Linked DNA regions of Dromaius novaehollandiae: region 2 is linked to region 1. The links are chromatin contacts, called in public Hi-C maps. All regions are on one chromosome and are shown on one strand. Each heading gives the region's core, a stretch centred on a gene start, on an enhancer-like site or on the middle of the called end of the contact. The rest is flanking DNA. Distances are from core to core; before and after follow the strand shown.

Region 1 (7,311 bases), core at 2,735-5,234:
CCTGCACAGAGATGTCCTCAGCTCCTGGCCACCCCTCCAAAGTCAGTGTCCGACCATGTGATATTACCCTGGAGCAAGGACTGTGAATGCAGATTTGAACATCTGGCCAGATGATCCCCCCAACTCGGCACAGTGCTGCTGTGGCCAGCGCTGGGACCATGGGTTCCCCAAGAGATGCCCCAGCCCTGGCCCCATTCATGGGCTGGGAGCTGAGTCTTTCCAGCAGGACATTCCCGCCTGGCCCTGTCCCCATCCCCCTGCCACAATTCCCTGCCCGCTCCTTGGTGCTCACAGGCGGCCGTCGAGCTGGGCTGGAGCAGGGAAATGAGCAGGGCTTTAAATAACCTCCCCCAAAATATATATGTGTTTGTGTTGGACCGTTTCTGGGAGCTGGTTCACAGCCGGGCTCCAGAAAGAGCAGGATGGGAGGGGGGGGTCAGGGGAGCAAAGGGCAGGCAGGGGTGAGGGAGGAAAGAGGAGAGCTCCTATAAGCCTCTTTGCTGCCAGGGAAAATGCAATACTGACGCCAGACTGGCAGAAAAGGAAACTCGGAGCTGGGATTTCTCCTGCCTCAGCTCATGGCTGAGATGAGCAGGAGCAGAGGTCACGTGTGCACCCACTCTCACTTGGGTCCAGTATGGAAATGCTTTCTTGGTCAGTCCCACAGTCCATCCTGGATGGATTAGGGATGTTTGAGGTACATCTCTGGCCTACTGACTTTAGTATCTTCTCATGAGGTGGCTGCCCCATCCCCTTTCCCTATCACTTCTAAATCCCCTGTCTCCTCCTTGACTCAAGAGGCAGCTCTGCCGTGGCTCTGTGTGACCGAATGGCCGCCAGCTCCTCCGGAGGATGAAGCTGAGTGGTATCTCTGAGGGGTTAGGTCAGAAACTGTGGTGTGGAGCAAACTGCAGCCTTAGATGGGAGAAACACATGGGAACAGGGGAGACAGCAACGGTGCAGCCAGTAAGGCCAGAGTCGCTGGGCTAGCGATAGCAGTTGATCCAGCAGCCCTCAAAGCTGGGATCAAGGTGGGGGGTTACTTCCAAGGTATCTCAGACCCACACCAACTCATTGCATTTACAGCTTAGGAAAATATATAGCAGACAATTTATGCAGCTTTAGGAAGGGCTCAGCACCTTTGCCATCTGGATGTGGGCTGGCTTGGCCTCACTGTGTCCAGGGGATTTCTAAAGCAGGTGACAGTCCAGGTGATGCTGGCAGAAAAGAGCTTCCAGGAGTTGATACAGTGCCTAAGTGGGTATCTCTGTCCATGCTACATAAGTCCAGTCTAAGTCCTGGACCCCCAGAACTCCCCAGCTCCATCCCTGGTCAACCCAGCCTGGCCTCAGTCTCAATCCCCAGGGCAGAGACTCGGAGGAAACCGATGGAGCTGTGGCTCCAAATTTTGACCGAACGGAAGTCCTTGTTGGGACTAGCATTGCAGGAGGCCAAGGAGAGGAGTTGTAACTGGCACTCGAGGAGCATGGAGATGAAAGGGGAGAGGGGTCGGGGCTGCTGGAGAGACAAGTGAGATCAGAGTGGTGTTTTTGCAGCTCAGAAAGGACCAGAGGGAGGGGAAGGAGCCAGCTGAAGGCAGGCGAGTCAGGTATGATGTCTGAACACACCAGAAGTGAGAAGAAGGTGCATATGGTGATGAAGCCTCCCAGCAAGAGGGGACACCAGCATCTGCCCCTGCAAATGGGACTGCGGGTCCTGGCATTGCCCAGCTGCTCCGGACAGGCTGTCTCGTCAGCGTCTCAGCTATCTCTGAAGTCCTGGACAAATAAATCCCTGGGGAAGAGGGGAGGAGGGAGATGAGAACAGAAGCCTTTTCCTACTCTGGAGAGCGTCTGACATCTAGTGGCAGGATAGTCCTTTCCCTGGCAAAGAAGAGAGCTGCTTCCTCTAAGCACTGCTGCCTCCCTCTCACCCCCATGGGCCATGCTGGGGGTGCATGTTTGAAGGTGGGGGTGTGTTACCAGCACTGTACTGGTCATACTGGTATTCTCTGCACAGCTCACCTGGCTAGGTCTCAACTAGACAACAAAACGGTGCCAGGACCATCCCCAGGCCCTGAAATGCCATCATTCAGGCACTGACACTGTTAACAGGGCCCGGGGAAGGGGGGGGAGGGCGTGTTGTTGGCACAGGCCACTAGCACCCTTCTGAGCAGGGTTCAGGAGGCAGCACAGGCCAAGGACCTTCTCAGTGGTTGCCTGCGTGAGGCCACCCTATCCTTGGGAGAGAGCGTAAGCAGCCGGAAAAGGGCTGGGCCATGCCAGATGCCCTGACAACATTCCCCGGGGATTCAGAGTGAGTGGCTGAGGTCTCACTCTGCTTTTCATCCTCCCTTTGAGGGCTGGTGCCAGCTCCAGAGAAGAGGTGTCCACTCCACTTGCAGTTCCCAGAGTGACACCGTTTGCAGCCCAACAGGTTATGCGAACCTGGCCTTTACTCATTGACTTTGAGCAAGAAAGCCAGAAAATGCAGGCACTCTGGGAAGTCCTTGCTGTCATGGTGGTGGCAACCTCTCTTGGTGGGGACATGGGGACTGGTCATTGGTCTACCATCTAATTTCAAACCACCACCAGTCCTAACCTGCGACCTGCTGCTGGTCACCTACCTACAGACAAGAGAGCAGTCATACTGGCTCAGAAGAAAGTTAGTCCAGAATTTCTATCTGTGGCCAAAGCAAAGGGAAAAAAATATGTCTAGAGAGACAAACCGCTATGGCCACCACAGAAGTCTTTAAGTAAGAAATCCCACCCTGCCATTACTAATTAAAACCTGGAGTAAGTGCCCTGTCTGCACAGATTGTGATACTGTCATGAGAAGAAAAAAAATCCATGATAGATCTGCCCCTAAGCAATGATTAAACTATTTATCTAATCATTTGTTTTTGTGGGCCACAACCCCCTCACTCCAGATGCTGTGAAAACACAGAAAAGGTCTGCTACCGTTTGAAGAGCTCATAGTTAGCTATAAAGCACATTCATAGCTAACTATAAATAGTTGATAAGTAATGCTAAGATTTACTTAAAGTAGCAAATTACTGGGATGAAAATAAAGCATCCTAGAGGAGCAAAGTGTTGCTAGTGCTTCCCTGGAAATACCAGAAAGCTGGGAATACCAGGGCAGGCTGGGAATGGCTTTCTCGGTTTTGCAGGGAAGACACAGCTGTGCCCCGTAGCACAAGGTATCCTCACAGCCCTGACTCCCATCCCATGCTGGCAGCGATCTAAAATGAAATAAATAGTGATTTTTGCACTTTTTTTCCTAGTTTGCAGGTTCACAACATGCATTCGGCAGCTGCCAAGAGCGTGCAGCCTCCTCACTAACCAGCCTGTTTTTCCCATGTTGTTTTTTTTTTTTTTTGCGGATTTTGGGGAAGATCCATGGACTTCTCGGGATTGCAATGACAGATGTTTCCTTTAGCTGTGAATGCTGAAAACCAGCAGAGAGGTTAAAAAAGACAAAATAAGGCCTCGTTGGGAGAGCCACCTCCCGAGCCCCATCCAGGCCTCCTGTGTTCAGGAGGGCCTGGGGGCGAACCGAAGCCCCTTCCCGGCCTTCGCTGGCCCCACTGCCGGGCCGGTGTCCCCAGCCCATAGCCATACCCTCCTCGGTGCCCTCTTTTTCCCCAAAAAGCAGTACTGGTCTGGGCGGGCGCTGCCTTCTTGCCTCAGCGCCTCCAGCCCGCTCTGGAGCCCTCCTCGCCTTCAGGGCTGGCGGGCACCATGGCCTGGACAGGAGAGCCTGCCGGGTGGGCCCCCAGCAACAAGTCGGGTGAATTATTTCGCTGCCCACCCGCTTGTGCGTTTCCATAGGCTTTATGGCCATTTTAATGCTGATTCAGGGCGTTCAGCAGGGGGAAAACCCTACCGGGAGCGCTAGGGTTAACCCCCCCCAAGATGGCTGCGGGAGAGGCCGCCGGGAAGACTACATTTCCCATCGGCCGCCGCCCGCCGCCTCACGTGACCGCGCCGGCCCAATGGGAAGCGGCGGAAGAGACATATAGCCCTCCCGCTAGGGCCCGCTCCCTCCTTTCCGCCGGGCGGCGCGACTCAAGATGGCGGTGCAGATCTCCAAGAAGCGCAAGGTGAGCGCGGCGGCCCGCTCCTCCGCGGCGGCGGGGCGCCTCCAGAACGGCCGCGCCGCGCGGGGGGCGGCCCCGGGCCGCGCCGGGGCGGGGCGGGACGGCGGCGGCGCCGGGGCGGCGGCAGGATGGCGGCGGATGCGGCCCGGCGGCGGATGCGGCCCGGCGGGGAACATGGCGGCGGCGGGAGGCCGGCGGGAGGGGAGGGGGCGCGCGAAGGGGGGGTGTGGGGCGAGGGGAAGGCGGCGGGGGGGGGGGCACTGCTAAAACCTGATAAACTGGGTATTTTTTATGTTGTTTATTGAAAAGGGGGGAGACGGGGGTGCAGGGCCCTAGCGTGAGGCTCTGGCTGAGGGTGAAAAAGCAGCTGTGTGCAGGCCTTGTGCTCGAGTGGAGCTTGACTGCGCCCGTTTGCTTTTAGTTCGTCGCCGATGGTATCTTCAAAGCTGAGCTGAACGAGTTTCTGACCCGTGAACTGGCTGAAGACGGGTACTCTGGAGTAGAGGTCCGGGTCACTCCAACCAGGACTGAGATTATCATACTCGCTACCAGGTAACCGAAGTGGTCCTGCTGATTCCCAGGTGCTACATAAAGTTGTATGTGATGCTGCTTTTTCACAAAACAGTTTAAAGTGGTAAATATTATTGTGGGAAGATACTGGGAAAATGATCCTGAAGTGGTCTTCAGTGACGTAGCAGTGTTTAGACTCCTGCTAGTCATCAGTCTGACCTAGGTTAGGTGCTCAGTTCTGAAGCTGTTTGGGCTGCTCACAGGAGACACTTTCCCAGTCACGCTCTGCCTTTTTTCCAGAACGCAGAATGTCCTGGGCGAGAAGGGGCGCCGCATCCGGGAGCTGACGGCTGTTGTGCAGAAGAGGTTTGGCTTCCCTGAGGGAAGCGTTGAGGTAAAACTTTTTCCGATAAAACAGTATTAAGTGGGCTGTGCAGTTAGCTTTGTGTACTGTCTGGGTGGTGTCAGTTGAAATGCGGTTTGTCTCGAAGATAACTTCAGGCCTGTTCTACCTGCTTGCACGCAAGAGCATCACATTAAAATAGAGACTGCTTTGGTCTTGGTGGTATTTTGAGTGCTGTCAGTTTGCCTTGTTTTCTGTGCTTTCCCAACTGGGAGGATCAGAGGAGCAGTTAAAACATTTTTAACTCGTCCGTAAATATTTTAGAAAGAGTATTGCAGTATCAATATTGAGGTAGGAACAAGTCTGCCTGCAACTTTTTTGGTGTTTGTACGTTACCATTATCCTTATTAAATTTCTAATGCTTGTGTCCTTATAAAGAAACTACTTTGGTGTGCAAGGATTTTAAAGATTTTCATCTATGGTACTGTAATGAACTGGACAGTAAAATGACACAACAGTAATTCCCTGGTGTCTTTTGAATGTTTGAAATTTGGTGTCCTCTCTAGTACTTTCCTGTAAAACAAATTACATGGGGGGGGGGGTGTCTGGTTTGAGGTGGTGCTTATATTTATTCTGCTCAGCCAGTGTTGCTGGATCATAATGTACTGTGAAGATTGCTGATCACCTCCAGCAAATGTTTCCATGTATTTATGGTATGAATGCTCACATCCTGAGTTGCGGGCTCTAGGAAGACTGTGTAGATGACTTTTGAATACCTACTTGTTGCTTCCTCTTAAGCATCAGATTTTGGCCTCTTAGAGATGGTAGATTAAACGCACATCACTCTCCCAGATCCCCAGTTCTTTTTTGATTTTTCCATGTTGGCTAAAGCCAGCTGCTTCAGTTTAGGGCACACTGCATTTGAAGCTGTTGTCAGGTGATTTAAGCAAACTTACTTATTCTGTGTATTGCTGTAAATCTGCAATGCAAGAGCAGTTCTTGGGACTGTCTGGATACTTGTGTCTCTGGGGTTACTTAATGTTTTGGGGCTGTTTGGAAGCAGCAACTCTTGAGACCGCACCAGGCATGTTTTAATGGTCTCCTGACATTTGATGGAGTATCATTAGTGTGTCTCTGCTCTGTCAGGGGACGAAGGTTGTTAAAAGAAGTGGTGTGTCTGATGGTAAAGCTTCATGGAAAGACAAATCAAACTGCAGATAAAGGACAGGAGGACAGAGTAGTATGAAACTCTTGTGATCTGTTAAATTAAAAGTATTTTGAAATGTAGATCTGTTCCTGAGCATGCTGCTTTTTCTTTGTAGCTCTATGCTGAGAAGGTGGCCACGAGAGGTCTGTGTGCTATCGCTCAGGCAGAGTCCCTGCGGTACAAGCTTCTGGGAGGTTTAGCAGTGCGTCGGTGAGTAGAGCAATGTAAATGTGATGGCACGGTGAGGAGTCCTGGGATTCAAATACCATTTTGAAAAAACTCCTTACCAACATGTCTTTAGTTTGAAAAGTGAAGCTGATATTAGTAAACCTGGAGCGGGCAGTTCATATTTTTGTTACTGTTATCGTATGCAAACTTTTTGACTAATATACAGTTACTTTCAGTAATAATTACTTAATACTTTGTTTCAAAAGCAAACTTTGAAGTTTTAGAGTAGATGAAATTAAAAATTGTCTGACTGGTGAGCATAAAGCTTGTGTTTACTTCTTTGTGAATAAATGGTGGGCGGGGGGAGTGAAACACAATTTCACGCCTTCCGGCTGAATTCAGGTAACGGTGGCCTTGCTTCTCAGATCCCTTCGGTGATGATAAGATGACAAGTCAGAAGGGGGTGGCTCCTGTTGAGTGGTACCTGCAGTGTCATGTTCTGTGATGCTGTGTATGGTTCTTTAGCAGGAGCATCCTGTCAGCATTGAATGATTTAGAGGCATTTGTCTGAGAAGGGATGGTGTGCGAGACTCTTGATGTGGATGGGTTGGTCACCTTCAGCTGCGGAGCTGCTCTTGTCCCGCTGAGAACGTGTGCTTGTCACTGTGCCCGCAGTCTTACAAGGATCATAAGACACAGACATTGTGTTACGCTGGGTTTGATGCTGCTAAACTGGTGTGAAGACTTTGCTGCTTTGCATAACATTGACATAGCTTTGCTTGAAATCTGGTGTAAAATGCCAGTGCAGAGCCATGTGGATTTGGCAGAGATCTGCTGAGTCCGTGGGACTAACCCAGCTGGCGTTGCTGCTCTCTCCTGGTAGAGCCTGCTATGGTGTCCTCCGCTTCATCATGGAGAGCGGTGCCAAGGGTTGCGAGGTGGTTGTCTCTGGCAAACTCAGAGGTCAGCGTGCCAAGTCCATGA
Region 2 (6,579 bases), core at 3,394-5,893, 170 kb before region 1:
TGAGGCTCTTCTTGGGTCTCACCTGCCCTTGTAGTATTGGTGACCTTCCCTCCCCTGCTCCTGAAATGCTGCTGGTGTAATGCAACTCTGCATTACCAAGTGACCACCAAACCTGGTGGGCTTGCACTTTGTGGGCTGGATCCTGCCTGCTCACTCCCAGACTCCCGGGGCTCAGACCATGGCAGCCCCACAGCGTGCAGATTCAGTCCCAGCTGGTGGCTAAAGTGGCAGTGAGCTGTCACTTGCAACCTCTGGGCAAAGTCCTCATCTCGCGTGGGTCCCCTCCTTGCTTCCCCCCATCTGCTCACCAACTCTGAGACGAGCTCACAGGATGGGAGACAACGCTGGTGGTGTCCAGCACCGGGACCCAAGACTAATCTTCTGACTTCTCCCGATGGGTCATGCATGCAGTGGGTTCCTCCTGCCTCCGTGGAGCCTTACGTTCATGTCTGGTCATGAGCACCCAGGAAAGGAGCAGGAAAGCTGCCAATGCTTTGGGGAGAAGAAAAAAAAAAAAGTCTTGCCAAGCCTCCCTGCTTGGAGATATTTACTTTGGGCAATGTGTTCTCATGGAAATTAATCCCTGTCCCACCCACCAGGTATGGTAAACATTACAAAGGAGGAATGGGGAGAGGCCAGGAGAGCTGAGCACGAGGAACAAGGCAGGCTGGGTGCACTAATGCCTCCTGCACCAAAATGCGGTGGAACAGGCCCAAGCAGGATGTGGCAGGGCCGCGGCTGGGTGTGGGCTCTCTTCCAGCCCCTGCTAACTGCTCTCCTGGACCTTTACCCCCATGGCAATCTCAGCTGTAGGATGCTCCGTTCCACCTGAGTTTAACCTGGAGGAGGCTGGTTTGGCCCCTGGGCTCCTGTAGAGCCACTTCAAGGTTTCTTCAGCTTGCACCAAGCTATAGCAAGCTCCAAAGAGTGATTCCCCCAAGCTGGGGAGTGCCAGAGCGTGCAAAACGCCCAGGAGGCTCAAGCAAGGCCTCCACGTTAACCCCATGGAGCTGGATGGGCCAAATATCCCTGCAAATGCTGATGTTTTGGAGTCTCCCCGTGTGTTTGGGCATGGCACTGACTGCAGCCATCTACCAGTGCAGTACTCAGAGCTGGGAACATGCCAGACTCGGGCAAACTCTTCTGCACAGTCCCACCTCTGCTTGGTTGGACAGGAGCACGCAACCCAGTGCATGGATCAACCACGTCTTTCTCCTGACCCTCTCACTCCAAACGCACTGCTTGAGTGGGTGGCAGAGTCAGGTCTTGACTTAGACGGCAACGTCTATGCTCCCAGGTAGCCCACCAGAAACACAATGTTATGAGGTTGGGGAGTATGTGGAGATACCCAAAACCCAGCTGGGGTTTGGGAACCCAGAACTGGTTCTAGGTGACCCATCCTGAGCAGGGGGGTTGCACTAGATGGTCTCCAGAGGTCTTGTCCGACCTCAACTAGTCCGTGATTATCTCTACCTGTTAAGCCATATGATGCTATGGCGGCTCCCAAAACCTCCACTAATGGTACGGCAGAGGCACGAAGAGCTACTCCGAGGAAGACCCCTCCACAGAAGTGTGAATCTTATCTTTCCTGATCCGTATAATCTCTTTTGCATGGCAGAGGGGCAAAGTTTGAGCAATCTCAATGGTTATCTTCTGCCGTCCTGTACCACGATCCTGGTCGTATGCAACGCAGGAGCGCGGGCAGCTGCAGGGCGGGAGGAGACGGAAAAGCCGGCGGCGGATCGGCCTCCAAGCGTGGCAGGAGCCGTGGGCTCGACTCCCTGCTCGCCCGGCCCATTGGGAGCCCGGGGCTGGCAGGGTGCAGGCAGGGGAGGGGAGGGCTGTGGCATCCCCCAGAAGGTCATGCTTGACTATCAAGGATAATTTCTTCTTTCTTCCTTCCTCTCTTGTTCTTTTTCTCTCATTCTTTCATTCTTCATCAAGCTTTCTAGTTTCCCTTCCTTCTTTCCTTCTTTTCTTTTCTTTCCTTTTCTTCCTCTTTCTTCCCTTTTCTTCCCTTTCCCTTCCTTTCCTTCTTTCCTCTCCTTTGCTTTCCTCTTTCCTTTTTTTCCCTTTCCCTTCCTTTCCTTCTTTCCTCTCCTTTTCTTTCCTCTTTCCTTTTTTTCCCTTTCCCTTCCTTCTTTCCTCCCTTTTTTCTTCCTCGTTCCCTCCCTTTCCGTTCCTTCTTTCCTCCCTTTTTTCTTCCTCTTTCCCTCCCTTCTTTCCTTTTTCTTCCTCTTTCCTCCCTTCTTTCCTTTTCTTTCCTTTTTTCTTCCTCTTTCCTCCTTTTTCTTCCCTTCCCCTTCCTTTCTTTCCTTTTTTCTTCCTCTTTCCTCCCTTCTTTTTCTTCCCTTTCCCTTCCTTCTTCCCTTTTCTTCCCTTTCCCTTCCTTCTTCCTTTCCTTCCTTCCTTCTCCCTTTCATTCCTGTTCTCTCATTCCTTCATTCTTTCTCCATCTCTCATTCTTTCTTTTCCTCCTTCTTTTCTTTCCTTCCCTCTTTTTTCCTTTTTTCTTTCCCTCCGTTTTTCTTTCTTTCCTTCTTTCTCTATCTATCAATCACAGCTGTGAAGCATTTCCTTTCCCGCACGCTCACGCCCAGCGCAGGACGCAGCCGTCCCGTGCGGCTCCGTCGGCCGCACCGTGGCCCGAGCTCGGCAGATCCGCCGGGATCCCATTTCTCCGGGAACCTGGAGCACGAGGATGAGCCCTGGTCTGGGGTGCGGCGGGCTCCTCCTGCACCACGCTCGCACCTCCCTGCGCTCCACAGCTGCGGCCTCCCCGGGCATCATGCTCGCACCCCCCCCATGCAACACACTCACAGCCCCCCCCATGCACCATGCTTGCAGCCCCCCCGTGCACCACGCTTGCAGCCCCCTCCCCTGTGCAACACACTTGCAGGCCCCTTCCCCGTGCAGCACGCTCACAGCCCCCCCAGGCACCACGCTTGTGGCCCCCCCCCGTGCACCACGCTCGCAGCCTCCCCGTGCACCACCACCACAGGCCCCCCCCTCAGGCAACACACTCACAGCCCCCCCACGCACCATGCTCGCAGGCCCCCTCACCATGCACCATGCTTGCAGCCCCCCCTTGTGCACCACGCTCGCAGCCCCCCCCATGCAACACTCTTGCAGCCCCTCTGTGCATCACGCTCACAGCCCCCTCTTGTGCACCATGCTTGCTGTCCCCCCCCCTTGTGCACCACACTCGCAGCCCCCTCCCTTGTGCAACACACTTGCAGCCCCCTCCCTTGTGCACCACACTTGCAGCCCCCTCCCTTGTGCAACACACTTGCAGGCCCCTTCCCCGTGCAACACGCTCGCAGCCCCCCCATGCACCGTGCTTGTGCCCCCCCCATGCAACACACTCGCAGCCCCCCCATGCACCATGCTTGTGGCCCCCGCCCTGCAATATGCTCGCAGCCCCCCCATGCACCGTGCTTGTGCCCCCCCATGCACCACGCTCGCGGCCCTGCCATGCACCGTGCTTGTGCCCCCCCATGCAACACACTCGCAGCCCCCCCATGCACCATGTTTGTGGCCCCCCCCGTGCAATATGCTCGCAGCCCCCCCATGCACCATGCTTGTGGGCCCCCCCCGTGCAATATGCTCGCAGCCCCCCCATGCACCATGCTTGTGGGCCCCCCCCATGCAACACGCTCGCAGCCCCCCCATGCACCATGCTTGCAGCCCCCCCGTGCAATATGCTTGTGGGCCCCCCCCGCAACACGCTCGCAGCCCCCCCGTGCACCATGCTTATGCCCCCCCATGCAACACACTCGCAGCCCCCCCATGCACCATGCTTGTGCCCCCCCATGCAACACGCTCGCAGCCCCCCCATGCACCATGCTTGTGCCCCCCCATGCAACACGCTCGCAGCCCCCCCGTGCACCATGCTTGTGCCCCCCCATGCAACACGCTCGCAGCCCCCCCATGCACCATGCTTGTGCCCCCCCATACAACACACTCGCAGCCCCCCCATGCACCGTGCTTGTGCCCCCCCATGCAACACGCTCGCAGCCCCCCCATGCACCGTGCTTATGCCCCCCCATACAACACACTCGCAGCCCCCCCATGCACCGTGCTTGTGCCCCCCCATGCAACACGCTCGCAGCCCCCCCATGCACCATGCTTGTGCCCCCCCCATGCAACACGCTCGCAGCCCCCCCCATGCACCATGCTTGTGGCCCCCCCATGCAACACACTCGCAGCCCCCCCATGCACCGTGCTTGTGGCCCCCCCGTGCACCGTGCTTGTGGCCCCCCCCCACAACATGCTCGCAGCCCCCCCGTGCACCACGCTCGCGGCCCCCGCCCTCCCCCAGCGGCGCGCGCCCCCGAGCCCGGCTCGGCGCGCGCCACCGCCGCCCTCGGCACGGCGCCCCCCCGCGGGCGCAGACGGGACAGGAGCGGCGGCGGGGGCGTGGCCGCGCGCCGCTCCGCTCTCTCCTCGCCCGCAACTCTATGGTTGGCCGCTCTAGGCGGCGCGGAGGGCGCGGCGGCGGCGCGGCACCCCCTCGGCGGGGCGCTCCCGAGCCGCTTTTCGCCTCCCGGCTCCTTTTTTCTCGCTCTTTTTATTTTTTTGACGCTCCCCCCCCCCCCCCCCCGCCCCGAGCCCGCCCGCGCCGCCCGGCCCCGCCCTCGCTGCCCGCCCCGGCCCTCCCCGCCGCGCGGGCCGCACTCGGCGGTGCCCGGCAGCCAGGCGGCCTCCGCGCCCCGCCGCGCCCGCGCCCGGCCCCGCCGCCTCCCGCCGCCGCGGCCGCCTCCTGCCGCCGGCGGGGCGGAATTGATGTGGAGACCCAGCGCGGCACCATGCAGCCGCCGCCGAGGAAGGTGAGGCCTCGCCGGGCCGGGGGGCGACGCCGGGGCGGGGGGGGCAGGGGCAGGGTGTGGGGCTGGGGGGCCTGGGGCAGGCGGCCTGGGGGGGCTGGAGCGGGGTAGTTGGGGGGCCTGGGGCAGGGTATGGGGCTGGGGGGGGCTGGGGCAGGGTAGTTGGGGGGCCTGGGGCAGGCTATGGGGCTGGGGGGGGCTGGGGCAGGGTAGTTGGGGGGCCTGGGGCAGGCGGCCTGGGGGGGCTGGAGCAGGGTAGTTGGGGGGCCTGGGGCAGGCTATGGGGCTGGGGGGGCTGGGGCAGGGTAGTTGGGGGGCCTGGGGCAGGCTATGGGGCTGGGGGGGGCTGGGGCAGGGTATTTAGGGGGGCTGAGGCAGGGTATGGGGCTGGGGGGCCTGGGGCAGGTTATCTGGGGGGGCTGGAGCAGGGTAGTTGAGGGGGCTGGGGCAGGGTATGGGGAGGGGGGAGTCCGACAGGGGCTGGGGGGGGCTTGGAGGGGGCTGGGGCAGGTTATGGGGTGGGGGGGGCTTGGGAGAGCTTGGGCAGGATATGGGGGGGGCTTGGGGGGACTAGGGGGGAGGCTTGGGGGGGCTGGGGCAGGATATAGGGTGGGGGGGCTGGGGCAGGGTATGGGGCAGGGGAGGCTTGGGGGGGGCCTGGGGCAGGGTATAGAATAGGGGGGAGCTTGGGGGGGGCTGGGGCAGGGTATGGGGCAGGGGAGGCTGTATTTGGGGAAGCCTGGGCAGGGTTGGGGGGCTGGGGGGGGGAGAGGGAGGCAGTGGCTGCAGGGAGATGGGTCTGTGTGTGGATGGGGGGGGGGGTTGGGGGCAGGAGGCAGTGGGGCCGGCTGGGCTGTGGGGCAGCGCTTGGGTGATGCCGGGGCAGCGGCGGTGGGGGCAGGATGGGGCATAAGGGGCTGCTCCGGGGGTTGTGGGGCAGGGAGAGGAGCAGAGGGGGCTGGAGGAGCCCGGGGACGGCGTGGGGCACGGCGAGAGGCTGCAGGGGGGGCGAAGGTGGGAGAGGTGGGGGGCAGGGGCTGGTTAGGCCTGTGTGGGGTGCGGGGGGGTGGCAGTGGCTGGACTGAGCCGGAGGAGAGCCGTGGTGGGGACGGCTGGAAGGGGTCACTGGCTCTTCTTGGGGTGCAATGCTGCTTTTAGAGGACTTGGTCGTGTCGGGGTGCCGTGGTGGGCTGATATCAACAGCGACCGGTTATATCGGCGTGGAAGGTCACGTCTGGAGCCGCTGCGAGGCCGTGGGTCGTCCCTGGGGGTGTCAGGAGCGAGAGCAGACAGGGGCAGCCAAGACGGTGCAGCAGAGGTGTGATGGAAACAGTCTGCAAAGGCTGGTTGCAAAGGCTGGTTGCAAACGCTGTGTGGGGTGGGGAGGCTTTTCCGTGTCCCCGTGCTCCGTGGGAATACGGGATGCTTTGCATCACGGCTGCTGGCGTGGGAGGAAACGTAAGGAGCAAGGTGGATTTGGAGAAAGGTTGTTCCCAGTGTGTCTGCGCGGGCAGGTTGTTGGTGGGGGACTTGAGCTGTAGCGGGGTCCTGAGCTATGTGCAAGTACTGATGTGTGGAGATATATTGATTAGTTATTTTGAGAGTTGTGTGCAATGCTTGGAGTGTGGGGGGGAAGGGGGGGCTCGAGGTGGTAAACTCAGCCTCACGTAAGGTTCAGAGGATGCTCATTAATGAGGATCGTGGAAGGGAGTTTGCTGGTTTTGCGATTTGTGCACGTTTTATCCTTCAAGGC

Evidence for each region. A called contact is a pair of places that touch in the nucleus more often than the background predicts.
Region 2: a Hi-C map of brain shows a contact between it and region 1, with 4 times the contacts expected there. The contact joins the promoter of FCHSD2 here to the promoter of RPS3 in region 1. A contact is called at or near these places in 2 of 4 Hi-C or Micro-C datasets (brain and ovary).

Annotation. Positions count from the first base shown.
Region 1 is chr1:216,648,432-216,655,742 of bDroNov1.hap1, reverse strand. RPS3 (ribosomal protein S3) reads left to right here and starts at 3,984. Exons shown (of 7, transcript XM_026097953.2): 1 at 3,984-4,102; 2 at 4,521-4,651; 3 at 4,910-5,003; 4 at 6,275-6,369; 5 at 7,211-7,311. The coding sequence starts at 4,073. LOC112981943 (small nucleolar RNA SNORD15) reads left to right here and starts at 6,757; the gene lies at 6,757-6,903.
Region 2 is chr1:216,816,787-216,823,365 of bDroNov1.hap1, reverse strand. FCHSD2 (FCH and double SH3 domains 2) reads left to right here and starts at 4,643. Exons shown (of 20, transcript XM_064505231.1): 1 at 4,643-4,829. The coding sequence starts at 4,809.